Linked DNA regions of Capra hircus: region 2 is linked to region 1. A link is a contact called in public Hi-C data. All regions are on one chromosome and are shown on one strand. Each heading gives the region's core, a stretch centred on a gene start, on an enhancer-like site or on the middle of the called end of the contact. The rest is flanking DNA. Distances are from core to core; before and after follow the strand shown. Region 1 overlaps TMEM163 (transmembrane protein 163). Region 2 holds the start of TMEM163 (transmembrane protein 163).

Evidence for each region. Hi-C and Micro-C count contacts between places; a contact is called where the count stands out from the background.
Region 2: a contact with region 1 is called in a Hi-C map of blood, with 3 times the contacts expected there. The contact joins the promoter of TMEM163 here to the enhancer-like site in region 1. A contact is called at or near these places in 3 of 5 Hi-C or Micro-C datasets (all in blood).

What each region holds. Positions count from the first base shown.
Region 1 is chr2:73,449,228-73,454,735 of ARS1.2, reverse strand. The region is part of intron 6 of TMEM163 (transmembrane protein 163); the gene reads left to right. Among named protein-coding and RNA genes, the nearest start is that of TRNAC-GCA, 94 kb to the right of the region's middle. Within about 2 kb of position 3,110, at least 1 of the 5 cell types and tissues checked has an H3K27ac peak or open chromatin away from gene starts, as enhancers often do.
Region 2 is chr2:73,717,091-73,722,598 of ARS1.2, reverse strand. TMEM163 (transmembrane protein 163) reads left to right here and starts at 2,901. Exons shown (of 8, transcript XM_018062098.1): 1 at 2,901-3,190. The coding sequence starts at 2,995.

The DNA.
Region 1 (5,508 bases), core at 1,861-4,360:
CAGAGGAAGATTGTGGCAAGGTCCCTGGGGGGAGTTCTGAACCCTCGAGGGGCCAGGGTTCTGGCTCCAGAGCTGCCTGCAGGACAGCTGGAAGCCTCTCTGAGATGAGGGGCCTGAGCTGACTCTGCCCAGAGCCTGTGGTGGTTTTCAAGTACATGAATAACTTTGAATGAGAATTTTCTGCATAAAATCAATATGTGCTTAATTGTATAGATGCTTATCTAGTCATTAAAGCCAGACTGTTAGAGCCTCTAATCAAGATCACCTCAGACGTTCTTATGTCTTCTGAGGTGATGACAGCATTTACTTTTTGCAGCTGCTCTGGTGTTTTTTTTTAAATTTATTTATTTTAATTGTAGGCTAATTACTTTACAATATTGTAGTGGTTTTTGCCATACATTGACATGAGTCAGCCATGGGTGTACATGTGTTCCCCATCCCTCGGGGTGATCCCAGTGCACCAGCCCTGAGCACCCTGTGTCATGCATTGAACCTGGACTGGAGATCTATTTCACATATGATAATATACATGTTTTAATGCTATTCTCTCAAATCATCCCACCCTTGCCTTTTGACAGGGAACATGGGAACGAGCTTATGGGCATGGGAGTTCGGGGTGGGGCCCCTTAGGAGGTGAGGGCAGGGCCCCGGAGGTGAGGGACTGATGGGACCTTATGGGCTGCTTTGGTAAGCTGGGAGGTCTGTGGGTGGGGGCTGTGAGGTTAGGGTCCTTCATGGGGAATGGCTGTAGCTGGGAAGGCTCTAGAATCCTGAAGGATGTGGAAGGGCAGATACAGAATTGTCCCCTGGTCCGGTGTGCTGGTTCCAGTGTTTCCGCCAGGCTCACAAGAGGTGCAGCTGAAATAAGCCGTAACCAAAGGTGGGTGGAGAAGCTCAGATGCTCCTGGAGGGGATGGGTGAACAAGGTCAAAGTTCCACCCACTGTAGGGGCTGGTGGGTCCTCGCACTGTCCTGGGCTGGCTGAGCCTGGTGATTTGGTGGAGCGAGTGGCCATCTAGTGGCCATCTGGGGGAACCTCACTCTCTACACTTTCTGAGCTCCAGCGGGCTGGCTGAGGGCTCCAGGGCTACTGTGCCCACAACGAAGGTGGAGAAAATGGGGTGTAGGATTCTAGTCTGCGGGGGCCGCGGCCATCTCCTTCCTGTCTCTGCCTTTCCCCGGCCACCACTCAACACAGAACTCCCCCAACTTTGAGGATGCTTGAGAGGTCAATTCCAGCGCAGGTAGCCCCTGCACAGAGTGACGGCTTCTGCGGATGCTCTGTGTGGCCCTCTGTGAGAAGATGCGAGCTCCAGAGACTTTTTTGATTCTGTGCGTGCTTGTGTGTTAAGTCGCTCAGTCATGTCCGACTCTTTGTGACCCTGTGGACCGTAGCCCTCCAGGCTCCTTTGTCCGTGGAGTTCTCCAGGCAAGAATATTCGAGTGGGTTGCATGCCCTTCTCCGGGGGATCTTCCCGACCCAGGGATCAAACTTGTCTCCAGCATTTCTCACATTGGCAGGTGGGTTCTTTACCACTAGCGCCATCTAGGGTCTGATTCCATTTGTTATTAATAAAAAGAATAGGAGGAACCAAGGGACAGCCAGAGGCAAGGGGGTGAATGCCAGCCTCTTATGATGGGAGAGGGGAAGCACTGACGATCTCCATGTGTCAGAAGACAGGAGGGAAATATGACCTTGCTGTTCTCAGAGTGGACCTGCTGTCCCCCTACCTGGGGAGATTGGAGGCAGAATGGAGGGTGTGATGTGCAGAGGCCGAAACCAGGGGCAGGGCAGAGAGGGAGGAAGCTCCAGGTGCCCTACATGCAAGGAGCTGGGAAAGACTCGGCCGGCACCCAGCTTCGCGTGAGGTGGCAGAAGGCTGGAGGGGCATCAGCTCCATGAGCTGCGTGGAGAACAGAGACAGAAGGGAAGCAGAGTCCTCTTCCTCATTATCTAGAGGTGAGTGAGCGTGGAGGAGCCCCAGAAACTCACACCACAGGGGCCTGGGCTGCAGCCTCGCCCCAGGCACCCTGAGAAGGGGCACCCATGGAGTTACCTGCCCCTGGCCTCCACGGCGGGGAGGTGGAAGGTTGAGAGATCTGGCCTTGTGACTTGGTGTGGTGGGACACATCTCTGGTGAAGCTCACGTCAGCCCTGCCCTCCCGCTCCCCCCAGGACACCCAGAGGAAGCTCCTTGTCAGACTGGCTATCTACCAAGGAGGCCTCAGTGGGTGAGGGGCGGGAGGCTCACGGTGGGCGGTGGGCAGAGATCCCCGGGTACACAGAGAGGGGCAGGAGAGGCCCGCCTGGAACAGCCCTCACCAGCCGCAGGCACCCAGCAAGTCCTGGCCTCCTTTTCCACACAGTTCCTTGGACTGGCCTCCCGAGGATGTGGACCTGGTTGGGGGAAGGTGGAGGGGTTTGCCTTTCCTCATCCTTGTCGCCTGTATTGAGGTGGTACTGGGTTGGAGAGGTCCACTAGGTGTGAACCTTGTGGAGTGGGGAGGTTGACTCTCCATATGGCCCCCAACCACACCCCAAAGTCTCAGAGTAAGCCCTCTGCCTCTCGGTGGCTGTCCACCCAGAGCTCTAGCTACAGGCTCTGCCTTGGTAGGGAGACCCCAGGGCCTGGGCTGTAGAGGCCTCATCTCTCTTGGGATAGCTCAGCCTGGTGAGTAGGCATCCTCTTAGCAAGACTGAGGCCCTTCTGTCCATCTGTGAGGTCAGTATGAACGCAGCAGTCAGTAGAGGCCCTGAGCAGTGGCAGCCTCCATTCTGGGACTCAGAATACAGCAGGAGAGAGACAAAACTCCTATCCATAAGCTACATTTCTGGTGGGAAAGAGAGGGATGTTTGTAAAAAGAAAAATGGCAAAAAACACCATGTGATGAAGAGCCCTGGAAAAGAGTGAAGGAGGGGCAATGATGAGAAGATAGGACTGTGTGTCGGGGCTGAGTGCAGGCCGGGGAGGAGGCGGCCTGGGAGACCCTGGAAGCAGAGGTCCGGGGTGGGGGGGTGGGTGGTCAAGTCCGGTGTGGCCGGAGCACAGAGGGTGGGGAGGTCAGGGGACCTGATGTGAACAAGGCTGAAGGGGCTGGTCGCGCACGGCAGGGCTTGTCGGCCATGAAGAGTGCACAGGTTCCAGGGCGGGCAGCTTGTCTGCTGGAGGGTCTTGGCTGCTGTCCACTACCACGGTCACTGGCTGCTGTGAGGGGGAATCATTGTGAGGAGGGAGATGTGGGCAGGTGGGGAAGGGGATGGAGGAGGAAGGAGGGGGCTTGGCCTGGGGGTAGACGGAGCATGACTCTTGGAGGGAACAGTTGACAAGAATGACTTGATGGATGGATTAGATTTGCATGTGAGGAAAGTCCAGGATAGACTCCTAGGGTTGTAGCTTCAGCAGCTGGGTGGATGGGGACGCTGTTTACACAGGAGGTGGCTGAAAGGTAAGTCATTTGGAGGCAGAATTTTTTGCTCTGAACATGTTCAGTTTGAGATGCTTCTGTGTCTACAGCTGAGGGGGAAGGTCAGGATGAAACAGAGCTAGGGAGACGCTGGCTTATGGGATGGAGGTGAGAACCTGTGGGGAGAATGTTGATGGAGGAGGATTTCGGGGGACTAAGCCAGGAACTCGGATGGGGGTGACTAGGAGGATCCAGTGACGGAGAGTGAGGAGGAGCAGCTGGAGGGAGAAGAGAGACAGTGGCAGAGGGCGGTGTCACGTGAGGCTGGAAGGAAGCATTCCCAGGAGGGCGTAAGACGAGGACGGGGAGGCAACCATGGCTTGTGACAGCCTTGAGCCATCCATGACCAGGGAGGGCTCAGGAGATGGGAGGACCTGAGGGGTGGGAAGGCAACCATGGCACGTGGCAGCCTGCAGCCATCCAAGACCAGGGAGAGCTCAGGGGAGGGGGGCTGTAAGGGTGGGGTAGGGTAAAGAGAACGGGAGGTAGGCTAAACGGGGGTAGACAGCTCTTCAGGGAGTTTTGCAAAGGGAGGTAGTGAATGGGGGTTGTGTTGGGGGTGGCATGGAATCAAGGGAGGAGGTGGAGGTTTATCCCAGTGGGAGTGATCCAGGAGAGGGAGAAGAAATTCAAGAACAAAGTCCTTCAGTGAACAGAGACAAAGGCACTGGTCTGTCATAGGAACAGGGGTAACTGGAGAAGCAGCTGAGGATGTGGGGGCAGCGGGCCCAGGTGAGTGATGGGTTTGGTGTTGGCAAGATGAGGTATTGTGATCTGAACCCGTGTGCTCTAAGATGTGCAAGGCCGAGTCCTCAGCTGCGAACTGGAGCAGGGAGGTGATGGAGGTCTGAGAGGAGAGAGGCGTGTGTGATGCAGACACCAGAGATGGCCTTGCAGGCCTAGCTTCATCTGGGTCCCATTGTTGGAGGCAGCCTGTTGAGGTCTACCCTGTGGATCTTGAGAAGGGATTTGGCTTAAGTCATCTCTACCGTACACTCTTCTTCCTTTTCCCCTGCTCTTCATTTAGAACGTCCGCTAGTGGTACAGACCCCACTGAATGCATTTAAGATTGTTTGATCTCAATTCTCCCACTGGAACCTGGAGTTAACCACTTTTGAGTTCAGAAGCACGGTGCCCTCACACAGGCCGAGCTGCTGAGGATAGAGCAGGACCTGCTGTTGGAGAGGTTCCTGGCCTGCCCGAGCAGTGTGGGCCTGCCTGCGGCTGCTCTTGGGGCTCAGTTACACTAAGGCAGGCAAGGAGCCTTGTGGCTCACACCTCAGTGAGCCCCTGGGAGCCCCTCTAAGCCGTTCCCTCTCGTGTAGCCTTGGAAAAGCTACACGTAGACTGGAAGTGTGATGTCCAAGTTGTAGGGACCCACCGAGGTGACATGAGGAGGAGATGGTGATTGAGGTGTGTTGTGTCTAGTTCTTGTTTGATTGCTGTTTCTGTAGCGAATTCGAGACTTTGCATGTCCTTCCTGGAGAATGAAAAGCCTCAGGTGGCTTAGGGAGACTGTTGGGAAAGGATGTGGGTACTGGTATCACCCAGCCTTGCCCCTTTCAATCCATGTAACCCTGGTCAGTTTTTTGAACCTCCCTCATTCATTCTGTTAACTTAAGTTTTATTGTTGGTAAAATGGGGGTGATAATCTGACTTGACAGAATTGAGAAGATCCCAACTCTGTACTTGCCCAGCAGACATCAGACAGATGTGAGTCCCTGAGCATTGAATGTGTCCTGTGTGTTCAGCAGGGCTGGTGCCCCTCCCCTCTCAAGGCCTGCGTCCTAGCGTGTGAGAGGGGGGCATTGGGAACCACACATAGGCTACATCACTGGAGCAGGAGTGCCTGGCAGGGGGTGGACACTGATAATGGGGCTGATAACTATCCAGGGGGTCTCTGGTGACATCTGAGTGGAGACTTGGCAAGCCACGTAGGTGTCTGAGGTGGTCGCTGCCGCTTGCAAAGTGCTTCTGGAATATTCCTTCCAGCGCACGCTCTGGAATGCAGAGGCACACCTGGCATTTGGGGGGTTTTCCTTG
Region 2 (5,508 bases), core at 1,652-4,151, 270 kb before region 1:
CCTTGATTTCTTCCTTTGTAAAATGAGGAGAGTAGTAAAGGGATGGAAACAATTCATGTAAAACACTTAGTGAGGTGCCTGGCACACAGTACATGCTCCAGAATGTAAGCTAATATTATCTCCCAGTCAGTCAGCAGAGATTGTTCCCCCAGGTAGATGTGGGTGAGTGAAGATAGGAATCAGGCACGCACCACATCCCCTGCTTGCATCAGCAGTGAGTTATTAAACACTTACAGTCCGCAAAAAGGAGAGCCCGGGGAGAGCTGGAGTCAGAGAAATCTTTCTGGAGGAGACAAGAACGGCTTATTGAGCCAGGGCAGCTGCAACTTGAAGGAAATATATTTATCCCATGAATAATAAATAACTCCTGGACCCTTGCTTTGAGAGTGTGGTCTTCAGACCAGCGGCTTCAGCAGTGTCTGGGGGTTTGTTAGAAATTTTAGCCTGTACCCCAGACAGATTTAGAATCTGCATTTTAACAAGAATCTTGGGTGTTCAATTGCACATTACAGTTGTGGTGTGATGGACTAGAGAACCAATTGAGGGACCAGAGGAAAGAACAATGATACTTTATCCTTTGAGAAAACACAGATCTTGGGTGTTTCTGACAGAGGGAAGGAGGGAGAGGGAGGAGGCGGGGAGAGATGATGAGTGAGTAGGGGGCAGGTTAGTCAAGATTATGGAGGGCAGTTAGATTCTCAAAGGTGGTCGTACAGCAAATCATCTACATTAGAATTTGTATTATTCAAATAAATATTCTCAGCCAGATCCCAGATCTACTGAATCAGAATCTCAAATAACAAGGAGTCAGTATTTAAATAAATTTAAAAAAGAAAAAACTTCTCCAGATGAGTTAAAAATGGGGAGGGAGTTTTAAAAACTAGCCACATTTTCACCTGTGGTATTAGAATTTCCTGTAGTATTTTTGTTGGTAAACTCCCCAGGTGATTCTAATGTTTGTGAGCTAGTGACAGGAATTAAATGGGAAAACCTGGAGGAAAAGTCTGGGTGGGAGGGAGTAAGAGGTGTCTGCAAATACCTGAAGGCTGTTTACCTCAGAGTGAAAGTGAAAGTCACTCAGTCCATCCGACTGTTTGCGACCCCATGGAATATGAGTCCATGGAATTCTCCAGGCTAGAATACTGAAGTGGGTAGTGTTTCCTTTCGCAAGCAGATCTTCCCAACCCAAGAATCGAACCTGGGTCTCCTACATTACAGACAGATTATTTACCAGCTGAGCTATCAGGGAAGCCCCAAATTAGAGGTCGCTCAGTCTCGCCAACTCTTTAGTCCTCGGAATTCTCTGGGCCAGAATACTGGAGTGGGTAGCCTTTCCCTTCTCCAGGGGATGTTCCCAACCCAGGGATCAAACCCAGGTCTCTCGCATTGCGGGCAGATTCTTTACCAACCGAGCCATCAGGGAAGCGCCTCAGAAGACAGAAGCAAGACCAGTGGGTAAAGTTTTTTATTTTTGTGTGTGTGCTCAAATAATCATAGCGTTTTTCTCCCCCCCCCCCCCATTTCCCCCTTTCCTAGCAAGAAGGGGCCTTTGAAATGCCCTTGTCCACCTCTTAAAGTTTGTAGTTATTGTTTAAAAAAGGTAAAGTAAATTGGCCAAGGTCAACTCAGATATTCTCAACCCATCCCAACGGCAGCAACAAAATGAGACCCTCTTCCCAGTGCTAGTGATATTTCCACTGCACGACAAAGGTATTTTAATCCCACTCGGATTTCCATCGCAGGCAAACCGAGAATGAGAAACTGGTTACTCTTCAAAAAACAGGGTGCCCTCCCCCACAGTAGGCAGGCTTTAAATAAGGAATTGGCATTTTAGAAGACTCATTAAATCTTAAGACTGATATACATAGGAAGAGGAAATCTATCTTTGTGAATCTGGATACGGATATTATATTCAAGCCGAATCTGAATAATGGCCGGTCCCCTTGGGCACCTCTCCGGGTTACACCACAGGGCGTGGGTCCCCGGGTGCACCCACCTCGTTGGTTCGCAGCGGAGACGAGCCGGACCGCTCGCCAGGGGTCGAGCTCCGCGCGGTTAGAGGAGGGAACAGCTGGCCGCGCCAAGGAAGCCAGCGGAGGGCTTCCAGTAGGAGGGAGGCTTCGATATGACCTAAAGTATCAGCAAGACTTGGCTACTCAGAGAGGGAATAGCTGGTGGCGGACAGGCTGGATCCACGGTCCAAGGGCAGTCTCAGTGGTAGTGGTGGTGGTGGTGGGGCGCGGTTAGGGTCCAAACTTCTATAGAACGCCCTGTGGTCCTAAGACACCCGGTCTCTTTAAGTTGGTGTGGAGGGTAATCGACGCTCTTAGAAGACGACCCAACACCGGTGGGGGTGGAGGCAGGTGAACCTCGTTCTCCTGAGATGGGCGATGAGGATGGCAGCCCAGGCAGGAGACCCTGCTTAGTCTGTGAAGCCCGTGCAGCGCCAGAGAAGGGTGCCACATTAGGGCGCTGACCGCTTTCCTAACCAAGCGCGGGCGCAGCCTTCTCGGACAGTAAAGGAAGCGGGTCCGAGGCGATCTCCTCTGCTCACCATCCCGCGGCACGAGTGGGGCGGGTCTCCCATCACACCCTCAGCAGGCCCTGCCCGGGTTTCTGCCGGTCCCGGCTTTCCCAGTAGTCCAGCCCACACCCCCGAGCCTCCGGGCTTCAGGCCTGGCCGGATCCCTCCCTCCCCACCGGCCTCGGGGCGCGGGCTCCGGCGCCGGGGCCTCGGGGCGGGTCCCTGCCGCACGCACCTGCCCCCGGGGGCGGAGCGCGGCAGCTGCTGCTGGGCCCGAGTCTCTGCCACCGGCCACGCGAGCCGCGCGGCTCCCGCACACCCCCCCGCCCCCTGCCGCCGCCGCACCTCCACTCCGCGGCGCCCGCGCGGTCGGTCCGTCCCTCCGCCCGCTCCCAGCCGCGGCGCCTCGCACTTCTAACTCGAGTCCCCGCCGCGCTCGTCGTCGCCACCCGGACCCGCCGCCCCGCGCCATGGAGACGGCCGCGGGCAGCGAGCGCCGCAGCACCCCGGGTCCCGCAGTCCCGCCGCCGCCCAGGGGCCACGCGCCCTTGGCCACCGCCTCCGGCCCGCTGAGCTCCCCGGCGCGCGAGCCGCCGCAGCCCGAGGAGGAGCGGCAGCTGCGTATCAGCGAGAGCGGCCAGTTCAGCGACGGGCTGGAGGACCGAGGTGAGCGCGCGCCGCCCCGGGCCCCTTCCCCTGGCCCGGCCCCTTTCCCCGGCCGGGCGGGCGCGATGAGGAGCCGCTGCTCGGGGCCCGCCTTTCCGCTGGCGGGTGGGGCCGGGCTCGGCGCCTCGGAGCGCGCTGGGGCGCGGAGCTCCGACTTCCCGCGAAAGCGTGCAGAGCTGAGGGCGGCAGCCCCACCTTCCGCGGCCGGCACCGCCCGAGTCGCGGCGCCTCCGCCGGAACCCGAGAACCCGACTGCCTCCTGGGAGACCCCGCCGGGGCCCGCACCCTCCTCTCGGCCAGCCTTGGCTCCTCCAGCGCCCACTGGAAAAGTTTCCTGGAGGCGTGTGTGTGTGTGTGATTTTTTTTTTTACCCCCCCTCCGCTTTCCGAGCCGAGCGCTCCCGGTTGACTGCGGGTCGCGCTCAGTTGGGAGGGTCCTGAGCTCAGAGCATGCTCCTTCCCAAACCCCGTTCGGCTCCGTGGGTTAACCAGTGAGAACTAACTTATGCGGATTCAGCTTCGAGGGGCGACTGCCCCGGCGAAGGGGAGTCGGGTGACCTCCGACCCTCATTTACTGGATACCCAGTTTATCGTGGGTCGCTGCCCCGCTGTTTGCCGATACAGAGGACTGGGACACTTGGATTTGGACCACTGATCCTGGATGGATGCCGCTGGAACCTGGTGGTTCTCGGAGCGCGCATCCCAGCCCCTTCAAAATCCCTGGATGCTGGCAAACGTCCCTATCCCAGGAGGCCAAGCCCGACCCTCCGACAGATAGCCGGTTACCCCTTTGAATTGCCCACATAAAACGCGAGAGACTGCCCTATTCATTCCTATGTCTATCTCCTCCTACATTTCTCTTTTTTCCCCTCCCTAGTTCCCTTTCAGCCCGCTTCTTGGCCACGTCTGTACCTTTTTTGTTTCTTGCAGAATCGAATCCAAATCGGCCCCCTCAAAAAGACTCAATGGCTCTGCTAAAACCGGTTAGTGGCCGAAACGGGATTCTGACAGCCGGCCGCTCCGGGGGGAGCGGCTAGTCGCCACCTCCACCCCCTGTTCTTGGAAGCCTTATTTTGTTGGCTGTGGCGGATTTGTATATTTCAGTCTTAGCAGGTTTCTGTATATTCTTGGTATCTCCTGTACATTTTTATTCCGGTTTAGTGTTCGGAGGCACGATCTCGTTCCTTAGAAATTTTAAACTGTAGCATGTGAAAAACAGAATGACATGGAAGCGGCAATTCCCAGAGAATCGGCAGGGATGCTCGGGCGAGAACTGGAGCCACTCCGGTTGCAACGAGTTCCGCACCTATGTTGCAGTTTCTCCTCCTATTCTCACCTAACTCGATTATCATTTTCGAGCTGATGATGGGTGACATCACAAGCACCCAACAAAATCTATCATTTTTATTGTAGATCGTGTTAATTACCTTTCTCTCTGCAACTGATGCTGTAGGATTTAAAATTTTTGTATTGAAGAAAGACCGAACTCTGGGATGGGCTTATTTTTGTAGCATTGCAGGTCGTCTGTATCAAGCTGGCCTATTTCTCCCTATCTCACAAAAGAATAGGAGGGGAAAAACGTGCTAGGGCAAGTTAATATTTAGTGTCATTTTGTAGCTCGGGCTCAAGCGTAAAAAGCCCATCTAAATTCATTCTTAAGGTTATTTTTCACTGGTCAACTGAATTTTATTTTCCATTATGTTATTGCATGAAAGCATTCACTGTTCATAAACTGTCACTGTGTGAAAGCGCTGCTGTCACACACTGCCAGTCTGTTAAGATGAGTCCTGTCCCCCAAAGAACCCGGCTTGGTGTGGCCTTGAAAGCTGAAAGTCAGAGTGACATTATTCTGTTTGACCCGTTCCTGGTAGCCAAGAGTTAATGCTGAATGAGTCATTTCTATTAAATAAATCAGAAGCTTATCTAGGGAGGTTTCTTAAAATATTTTTGTGTTATTTTTTCTTATGGGGCTGCATCTTTTAAATATCGATTTTTTTTTTTTTTTGTATCCCTTGGGAATGGTTTGATTGCTACTACTGCTATATTTTTCCCAATAGTGAGAGGCTTTGGGGAGGAGGAGGCCTCGGCAGCTGCCTGCTATGTATCTCTACATCATGCCTGGCTTGCTTGTCTTCTAAACCTAAATACCTACCTATGGGTGTGTGGGAGGGTGGACTCCTGGTTCTGTACCCATATTTGGCCTTCTCTCTTGCCATAAATTCCTTCTGAGCTGTCAGGACCCTGTTAACACTCTCAATCTAACTTTGATCAAAGGCTTGCTTATAAAAATCTAGTGTTTGGGAACTTTAGAGGTTTTTT